3 separate regions of the Mus musculus genome follow, and regions 1 and 2 are each linked to region 3. Evidence: chromatin contacts called from public targeted proximity ligation data. All regions are on one chromosome and are shown on one strand. The core of a region is the stretch at or near the end of the contact, and the rest is flanking DNA. Distances in the headings are between cores, read along the strand shown.

What was found.
Region 1: a contact with region 3 is called in a targeted proximity ligation map of pancreatic cancer cells. A contact is called at or near these places in 2 of 130 datasets of targeted methods (microglia and pancreatic cancer cells).
Region 2: a targeted proximity ligation map of pancreatic cancer cells shows a contact between it and region 3. A contact is called at or near these places in 5 of 39 promoter capture datasets (the C10 cell line, liver, neural stem cells and 1 more), 3 of 130 datasets of targeted methods (bone marrow-derived macrophages, large pre-B cells and pancreatic cancer cells) and 1 of 9 other capture datasets (liver).

What each region holds. Positions count from the first base shown.
Region 1 is chr19:7,493,137-7,495,836 of GRCm38.p6, reverse strand. Atl3 (atlastin GTPase 3) reads right to left here and starts at 1,399. Exons shown (of 13, transcript NM_146091.4): 1 at 1,176-1,399. The coding sequence starts at 1,221. It overlaps Gm52401 (a long non-coding RNA gene), which reads left to right and starts at 2,043. Exons shown (of 2, transcript XR_003952920.1): 1 at 2,043-2,220.
Region 2 is chr19:6,333,744-6,336,443 of GRCm38.p6, reverse strand. It overlaps Men1 (multiple endocrine neoplasia 1), which reads right to left and starts at 1,431. Exons shown (of 10, transcript NM_001168489.1): 1 at 1,362-1,431; 2 at 539-999. The coding sequence starts at 983.
Region 3 is chr19:6,856,780-6,859,479 of GRCm38.p6, reverse strand. Ccdc88b (coiled-coil domain containing 88B) reads left to right here and starts at 1,269. Exons shown (of 27, transcript NM_001081291.1): 1 at 1,269-1,400; 2 at 1,689-1,846; 3 at 1,985-2,096; 4 at 2,174-2,243; 5 at 2,323-2,381; 6 at 2,470-2,553. The coding sequence starts at 1,341.

The DNA.
Region 1 (2,700 bases), core at 150-2,649, 640 kb before region 3:
CAACTGTTTTTCTTATGGTTATGACTATTACAAAAGACAGTAAACTACCGAAAATAAAACAATGTTGGTATTGGCCTTATGCTTCACTAGGTGAAAATGTTTTTCACCCATACATCCCCTCACGCATGTAAAAGCTGCACAGGAATTTCTAGAATACAAGCTGGTTTTCGTAGGAAGCAAAACAGCCCTCATTTGATGTTGCAGTTTGTATGTAAGCTGAATACTGACATAGAGTACAAATCCTTAACGTAGGTTTTACTTAACTCCACTTCTCCAAAACAAAACTGAGAACCATGACGTTTTAGACTGCTAGGGGTTTTTTTTTTTTTTTTTTTTTTTTTCTTCACCTTTTGCAAAACATTCCACTTCGTACTCAAATTTGAAGACTGGGGTTTGCTAAAAAATTCTTCAAACACTACTGTTGACTCTTCTTTTTTTTTTCCTTTAGATTTCGCAACTGAAACTTGCAATCATTTCAGGGCCATACCCATTAAACAAGCACAGTGCCAGGTAAAATGACAGGCGAAACTGCATCCATGAATTTACGGAGGGACTATTTGGTTTTCATTTAGTACTTTTACCACCTCATTTTATGTCTCCGGCAAAGCCAAAGGAACCAAACTTACTTTAAAAAAAAAAAAAACAAAACAAAAAACTTGCAAAACAAAACAACCAAATTTAGGCCAATTCTTTTATCACCAAACATGGAGATAAGCGCGGGTGGAAAACGAACTTTACTAATACTTGTCAGTATCTCAAGGTCTTTTCGTTTAAAATAAAACCTTTCAACTCCAAGGCTGCACCGCAGCATTCCAGCACTTTAAGGCTCAACAATAAAGCCTTCCGCCGATCCCGGCCCGTTAAGACGGACCGCCAACCTCGCTTCCCGACCCGGAGCGCGCCACCGCCCGGCACGCCCTGCCCAGCACAGGGCGGAGCTCGACGGGCCAGAACACCAGGCCGCAGGAGGCCGCGGGCTCCCGGCGGAGACTGGGAACGTTCCCCGCTCCAGGAGCCCCGGCCCTGAATTCCGAGCCGAGACACCCGGCGGTGCGGCCTCCCGTCGCCACACCAAAAAAGGCGGCGGCAGGGACGGCTTGTCACCTCGGAGCCGAAGCACTGGGAGGCAGCGTGGGTAACCACGGACCGGGTCCCGGGAAAATTGGACGCCTCACCTGCTCCTCTCGATGCCACCGCTGCAGTTCGCTGAGGGGACAACATGGAGCCTCCTCCTTCAGCAGAAGTAGCAGAGGCAGAGAAGACAGGAGCGGGTTGAGGCTGCCCTGGAGGAGGGAAACAGGCGGAGCCTGGACTTGGGGAGAAACCGAGAAGGAGGGGCGCGCGGAGAAAGCCTACAGCTCAGGAGACAGCCCTGCCGATGGCGCAGGGCGTGACGAGGGCGGGAAAGCGCACGCGGCCGAGTCCCGCCACCGTTCGGTGCGCGTGCGCCGGAGCGGGGATCGTGCCGCGGGTACCTGTGACTGCGTACTGGAATGTCGGGTCCATCGGGAATTGTAGTTCGGCGTTTTCTTGGGCCCGGCCCCTCTGACCCGGGTGTTCGCCCTCATCCGGGGCGTAGAGGAAACGGAGGACAGGACTGGGCCGAGTGGGTCTTCCTACCGCTGAACTACAACTCCCATTAGGCCTTGCAAAGGGAAAAAAATGAGGAGGGCTCTCGGAAGACCCTGCCCGGCGCCTAACCCGGGGACCAGGGCCGGGCTTTGGCCACCCGGTTCCCGCCGGGAGCCCCCACCCGGCCCGCGTGCTGGGCTCTGGTGTTCCTCGCTGGCCAGGACTACAGGTGGTGGTATGAAAGAATTAACATGATGACGCGAACGCTTCGACTTTGACTTCACAAGGACAGACCATCGTGACTTCATTATCATCACCATCACCCCTAATCTCTGATCTGACCAAGGCTTACTAAAAGCTAAAGTAACGCCGGTCGTGGTGGCGCACGCCTTTAATCCCAGCACTTGGGAGGCAGAGGCAGGAGGATTTCTGAGTTCGAGGCCAGCCTGGTCTACAAAGTGAGTTCCTGGACAGCCAGGGATACACAGAGAAACCCTGTCTCGAAAAACAAAAAAACAAAACAAAACAAACAAACAAAAAGCTAAAGTAAGACCTTACTAAGTCAGGCTCCGGGTGGCACGCTGGTAATCCCAGTACTGGAGACCAGGAGAGGAGGATCAGGTGTTCAATACCTTCCTGAACTACATAGTGAGTCTCTGTCTCATTTTCGCGCGACCTCAGACTATTCTGAGCCATGACCCACCTTTTGTAAACTTTAGACTTCTAGGACCGTGATTCAAAGTTACTTTACAAAAGGAAGTTGTTGGGAAATGCTTTTATTCATACTTGACATATTGTGAAAATACAATTTGCCACAACTAAATACTGTTTTCTAACAAATCCTATAGATGGAGGTAGTGTCACCCCAGTGACTTGATTTTTCCTCACCATTGTTTCGTTCATTCAGCAAATGTTTTCTTTATTCCTTCGGCCTACCCTGAACTTCCCTCTATCTCTACACCCTGCCAAGCCTTTCAGCTATCTTTACTTCCTGAGCAATTATGCCAAAGGTTATGAGGTAAAAATTATTCGTAGCCTACCTAAAGAAATCCTGTTTACACTTCTTTAACCCCTCTTTGAGCCCCTTTACCCCCCAAACTCTCAAGACTGTTAGGAAACTCTCTTCTA
Region 2 (2,700 bases), core at 182-2,681, 520 kb after region 3:
AGCAAGCCCATGACCCCACGAACCCCCACCCCTCCCTTCTTCATGTTCTGATTTATCTCTGCACTTTTTTCCTCAAAGCTCACAAGAGGCCTCAGATGCTTGCTCAGTACATTGCACGGAGAGCTGAAGCACTTTGTCCTTAGTCAAGCCCGTGCTTCCTTTCAAAATATTTTCAAAGGTATAATCTTAATTGTCTCAAATGTACCCACCCATTTGTCCTACCTCCCCAGTCTGCTACCACCTTCTTTCCCCATATGTTGGGCTGCCAGATCCCTCTGGCTATTCAATGGCAGGGCTGGGACTGTTGAAAGACTGGGGAGTAAAAGCTGGCACCAAATGACCAGGTTCCAGTCTCAGCCCTGTCATTCTGACATTCCCCTCTTCAGAATTCTCTTTCCACAACTGCGAAGGAGAAATAATACCTGCCCCACCACACAAGGTTTACAAGTCTCAAAAGGGCTATAAGCCATATTGTTCAGACATGAGAAGAGGTAAGACAACACTCATTTGCTCTCCTGACCACCTGTCTGACTCCAACCTGTGATGAAGCTGAAGAGGGACTGGATGTGGGCCCGGTCCTTGAAGTAGGAGCGGCTGAGGCTGTTCCATATGACATCCGAGACCTTTTTTACCAGTTCGCGACTAGAAACACCTCCCTCTCGAGGATAGAGGGAGAGGTCCACAGCGCCGCGGATCTGAGCGGTGAATCGGGCATAGAGGGCAGCAATGATGGATAGGTCGGCCACCGGGAAGTAGGTGAGGCCACCAGGAGGGTCGGGTGCGGGGCTGGGCTGGAAGGTGAGCTCCGGCACGTTGGTGGGGATGACACGGTTGACAGCCAGGAAATGCTCCACGAAGCCCAGGACCAAGGACAGGAGCACCAGGTCAGGCTCCTCTCGGCCCAGCTCTGCAGCAAACAGGCGCACCACGTCGTCGATAGAGCGCAGAGGGAACAGCGTCTTCTGGGCGGCCTTCAGCCCCATGGCGGCGGGCGGTGGCCTGCGGGCGAGCCGAGGGAGGGAGGGTCGGGCTCGGCGAGAGAGCCCCCTCCCAGGCTCGGCTAAGGCTCTACCCTCCGCCACAATTCTGCTTCGCCAGCCGCTTCGTCCTGTGCTCACGGGCGGCGGCTCGGTTTCTGAGACCCTTCAACCAAGGCTATATAGGGCCTTCTAGTTCCTTACAATTCCGGGACCCCCAGCCCCGATGAGGCTGCTCCCAAAGACCTATTGGGGACCCTCAAAGGCCGCCCCTCCAGTCCCTACAATCTCTACCCGGCCCTCTGGAGCCTGTCCAGAAGGCAAACCCAAACCAGCCTCCCACAAGTCCCAAGGAGAGTCCCGGCTTCGGTCCCCCGCGCCCACCTCCGCGCTTACATCCCACACAAGGCACCGCGGCGCCCGCCGCCTGAAGCCTGCTGGGAAATGAAGTCCCGCGCCTCCTATGGCCGCACTGCCTGCTGGGAAATGGGGAGTCCTTGCTCACCCGGCCCTCTCTAAATCTGAAAATGACAGCCAAACCCGCAATGGCTTATGGAAGAAGTAGTCCTGCTGCTCCAGGGCGGGTAAGCTGAGCTCCTCAACGATTGGTCATCTAGGATCACGCCAGAAGAAGTTCCTCCGTGACTTCTGGGAGATTGTAGTCCTAGGATTAAACTCAGGCGCAGTAGCGCCCCTGCAGTGTGTATTATGGCCAGTTTAAGATGTGAGGGAAACTGTTGCTCTAAAACACTACAAGGAGGCTGGAGACCTGGTTCAGCTGTTCAGAGCACTTGTTGCTTTTGCAAAGGACCTGGGATCAAGTTTAGGTCCCCACACCCACATTGTGGCTCACCATCTGTAACTCCACTTCCAGAGGACCCATGCTTTTCTCTGACCTCCACCAAGCTTGACTTGGTGCACACACATAAAAAGGCAGACGAAACATCCACACCTAAAAAGAATGCAAGGCTGAACACAGTACGGCGGAGGCAGAAGGATTTTGGTGAGCTCAAGGCAAGACTGGTCTATGATCCAATACCAGTCCTTGAAATTAGAGGCAAGGAACTCAGGGTGGACTTCAGAGATGACTCAGAGTTAAGAGCCCTGGCGGCTCTGGCTCAGGACCCTGCGTTCCCAGTATGTACATGTTTGCTCACAACTGGGTCTTTAGCCCCACTTTAGGAGGTCCAATGTTCTCTGCTGTCCTCTGCAGGCTCCAAGCAGGCACCTTATGCACACACATAGGTAAAATAAAATTAAGGAAAGAAAAGAAAAAAAAAATCAGGAAGTTCAAGGTCAGTTTTACCTTAGACAGGATCTTGCTTTTTAGTTCAGACTGGCCACAGACTCACAATATTCCTGCCTCAGCCTCCACCATGCTGGGATTATAGATGTTCACCACCAGTCCACATGGCACCACCCCTCCCACAAGGCTTCATGACCTCATCTTAATTCACGAAGTCTGTAATGACCCTGTTTCCAAAACGAAGTCTTTTTGTCTGAGACCAAGACCTCAATAGATGAAGCTGAGGAGATGATGTAGCAGCTGAGAGCCTTTTGTTGTACCAGTAGGAGGACCTGAGTTCAAATACCCAGAATTCACTTATACGTTTGGAATCCTAGCATTATAGGGCATGGATGGGGAATGGGGTCAGTGTGGGGGTTAAAGGGAGGAGGGTCTTGGGACTTCCTGCCTAACGACCTAGCTGCAGGTTCAGAGAGA
Region 3 (2,700 bases), core at 20-2,519:
TTGCTGCTGGGGCTTTGGAATTTTCTTGTGCCTGCAATGACAGCTGCATCAGGGCTGAAGCCAGCTGAAGGGCAACAGTACCTTGTCACCTGACTTTAGAAATGATGACCGAGACAGACAAGAAGACAAACACAAGTAGTTCCTGATCTATGCTTCTAGCTGCTGATTCCTTGGCTATCCTTCCCTCTCAGCAGGCTGCCTCCTGCCTCCTCTGGGAAGCCTTCCCTGACTGCCCTGTGAAAGCACTTAGTAGGACTACAGTGTCTTATTTCATGTGACTATTCTCTCTCTCTCTCTCTTTCTCTCTCTCTCTCTCCCTCTCTTCCTCTCTCTCTCTCTAACACAGGGTCTCTCTAAACAGGCCTAGATGTCCTAGAACTCCAGGCTGGCTTTGAACTCAGAGATCCACCTATCTCTTTCTCCTGAGTGCTGGGATTAAAGATGTGTGCCACCATGCCTGGCCAGCATCATCATTATTTTGGGAAACAGTCTCACTAAATTGGTTTAGCTGGTCTAGCATTCACTATAGGTAATCCAGGATGGCCTTGAATTCCTGATTCTCCTGTCTCTACCCTTCAAGGGGCTGGAATCACAGGCATGCATCTCTACTCCCGGTTATAAGGTACTAGAGATTGAACCCAGGGCCTTGTATATGTTAAGCAGGCCCTCTATGGACTGAGTCACATTCCCGGGTATTGTGTGCTTCCTTTTAAGGAGTTTACAGATGGGAAACTGAGTCTGGTAACTGCGGTTACTGGCCTTCCTCCATTTTCAGTGTAGTATTTACAAAGTCCAGGAGGGTCAGCGTCTACTCTCTCCTGGGGTTCAGAGGAGCTGGCTGGGACATGCAGCACCTGTAGCAGGCTTCAACAGCTGACAGATTGGCATGAGACTGAAGAAGGAGATACCAACAAATGAAGAACAAATTCAAGGCCATCCTGGACTACCTATAGTGAATGCTAGACCAGCCTATTGACTCCAAGGCAAGGCCAGAGCTCTTTTAGTGACGACAGAGTGCCAGGCTGAGGTCACTCTCTCTTGCCCACGAGAGAAAAGGTCTTCCCGTTATTCCCATGGAGTCAGGAACCCTGTAGGCCTCCCCTCAGCTAACTTACAGCTTTGTAGCTAGTCTTACCTTATCTGAGACCCAGGGAAGATGTGTGTGTGTGTTTGCGTGTATGTGCTGAGACACGATTCGCAGCCCTGCAGAACCCCGGAAGAAGGAAGCTGTACAGGGTCTGTGGCTGGGCCTCTGGGATCCCCCAGCCGGGGACTTCCTCTTCCTCTCAGAGCAGGTGTAGCTGCCACAGCGTGACAGGGACTACACCCTGACCCCCAACATGGAGGGGGCCAAGGGGCCCAGGCTCAGAGGCTTTCTGAGTGGGAGTCTGGCCACCTGGGTGAGGGTCAGGTGGGAGAGGAAGAGAGTGTGGGGCAGACTGAGGGCTGGGGGAGGAGGGGCTGGGTGTATAGCATCAGCAGGGGGGGGGGAGGGGAAGCTGGTCTGGGAACTGGGGCAGGAGGCATTCAGGGGCACTGGTGAAGTGTGTGTGTGTGTGTGGGGGGGTGGTAGTGGGAATCATAGAGTGTTTTGGGACAGATCAGGGACTCAGGATGAGTTTACTAGTTGGGGGTGGTGGTGGTGGGGAGTTTCTACCTGTTTAGCTGACTTCTATTTGTTTCCACAGGCACTGGGACTGGCTGGGCTGGTGGGGGAGGCAGAAGAATCAGCGGGGGGAACAGAGGAGGAGGAGGAGGAGGAGGAGGAAGAGGGGGCTCTTTGTACAGAGAAGAGATTCCTGCGGCTGATCGATGGAGCCTTACTCCTTCGGGTGCTGGGCATCATGTAAGTGACATGGGGAAGTTGAGTTGGGGGGGGGGCTGTGAATAGTAGGAGGAGTCTGAGGGTGGAGGGCAAGGCCTGTCTGGGTTGTGGGGAGGTCCTCAAGCCAACCTCTCACCCATGTTCCCTGGGTGATCATAGTGCTCCCAGTTCCCGAGGAGGACTTCGAATGGTCAGGGGCCGTGATGGTCCTGCAGCCTGTCGGATGTGGAACCTCTGTCATCTATGGGGGCGACTGAGGGATTTTTACCAGGTAAAACATTGGGAAGGCCAGACAGGAGGCCCAGCAGCCCCTGTGAAGGTGTCTTTCTTAGTGTTGGCCTATTCTAGGAGGAGCTACAGCTGCTGATCCTATCACCACCTCCAGACCTCCAGACAATGGGGTGTGACCCCTTCTCAGGTGCTGCTTCCTACCCACCCTCTGTCCTCTGTCCCTGCCCCATGTCCCTATTTAACCCTTTGTGGCTTGTGCCCAGCAGAAGAGGCAGTGGACGAGCTGGAAAGCATCCTTCGGCTGTTGCTGGGGGCCTCAGTGCAGGTGAAGAGGGGACGGGAGAAGAGAATGGAGTTCTGACAGGAGGAGGGGCCTCTGTGTGCCAGCTTTGGGCCTTCTCTGTCCACCACAGTGTGAACACCGGGAGCTCTTCATCCGTCACATCCGGGGCCTCAGCCTTGACGTCCAGAGCGAGCTGGCTGGTGCAATCCAGGAGGTACTGACGGCAGCAATACAGTCCAGGGGCTTGATTGGGTTCATTTTCTCTGCCAGCTGAAGAATTAAATGGCAGGGAAAAATCTGAAGCGCAGCAGGTGGCAGCAGAGAGAGCTCTTGCACAGCAGACAGAAACAGCAGTTAGGAG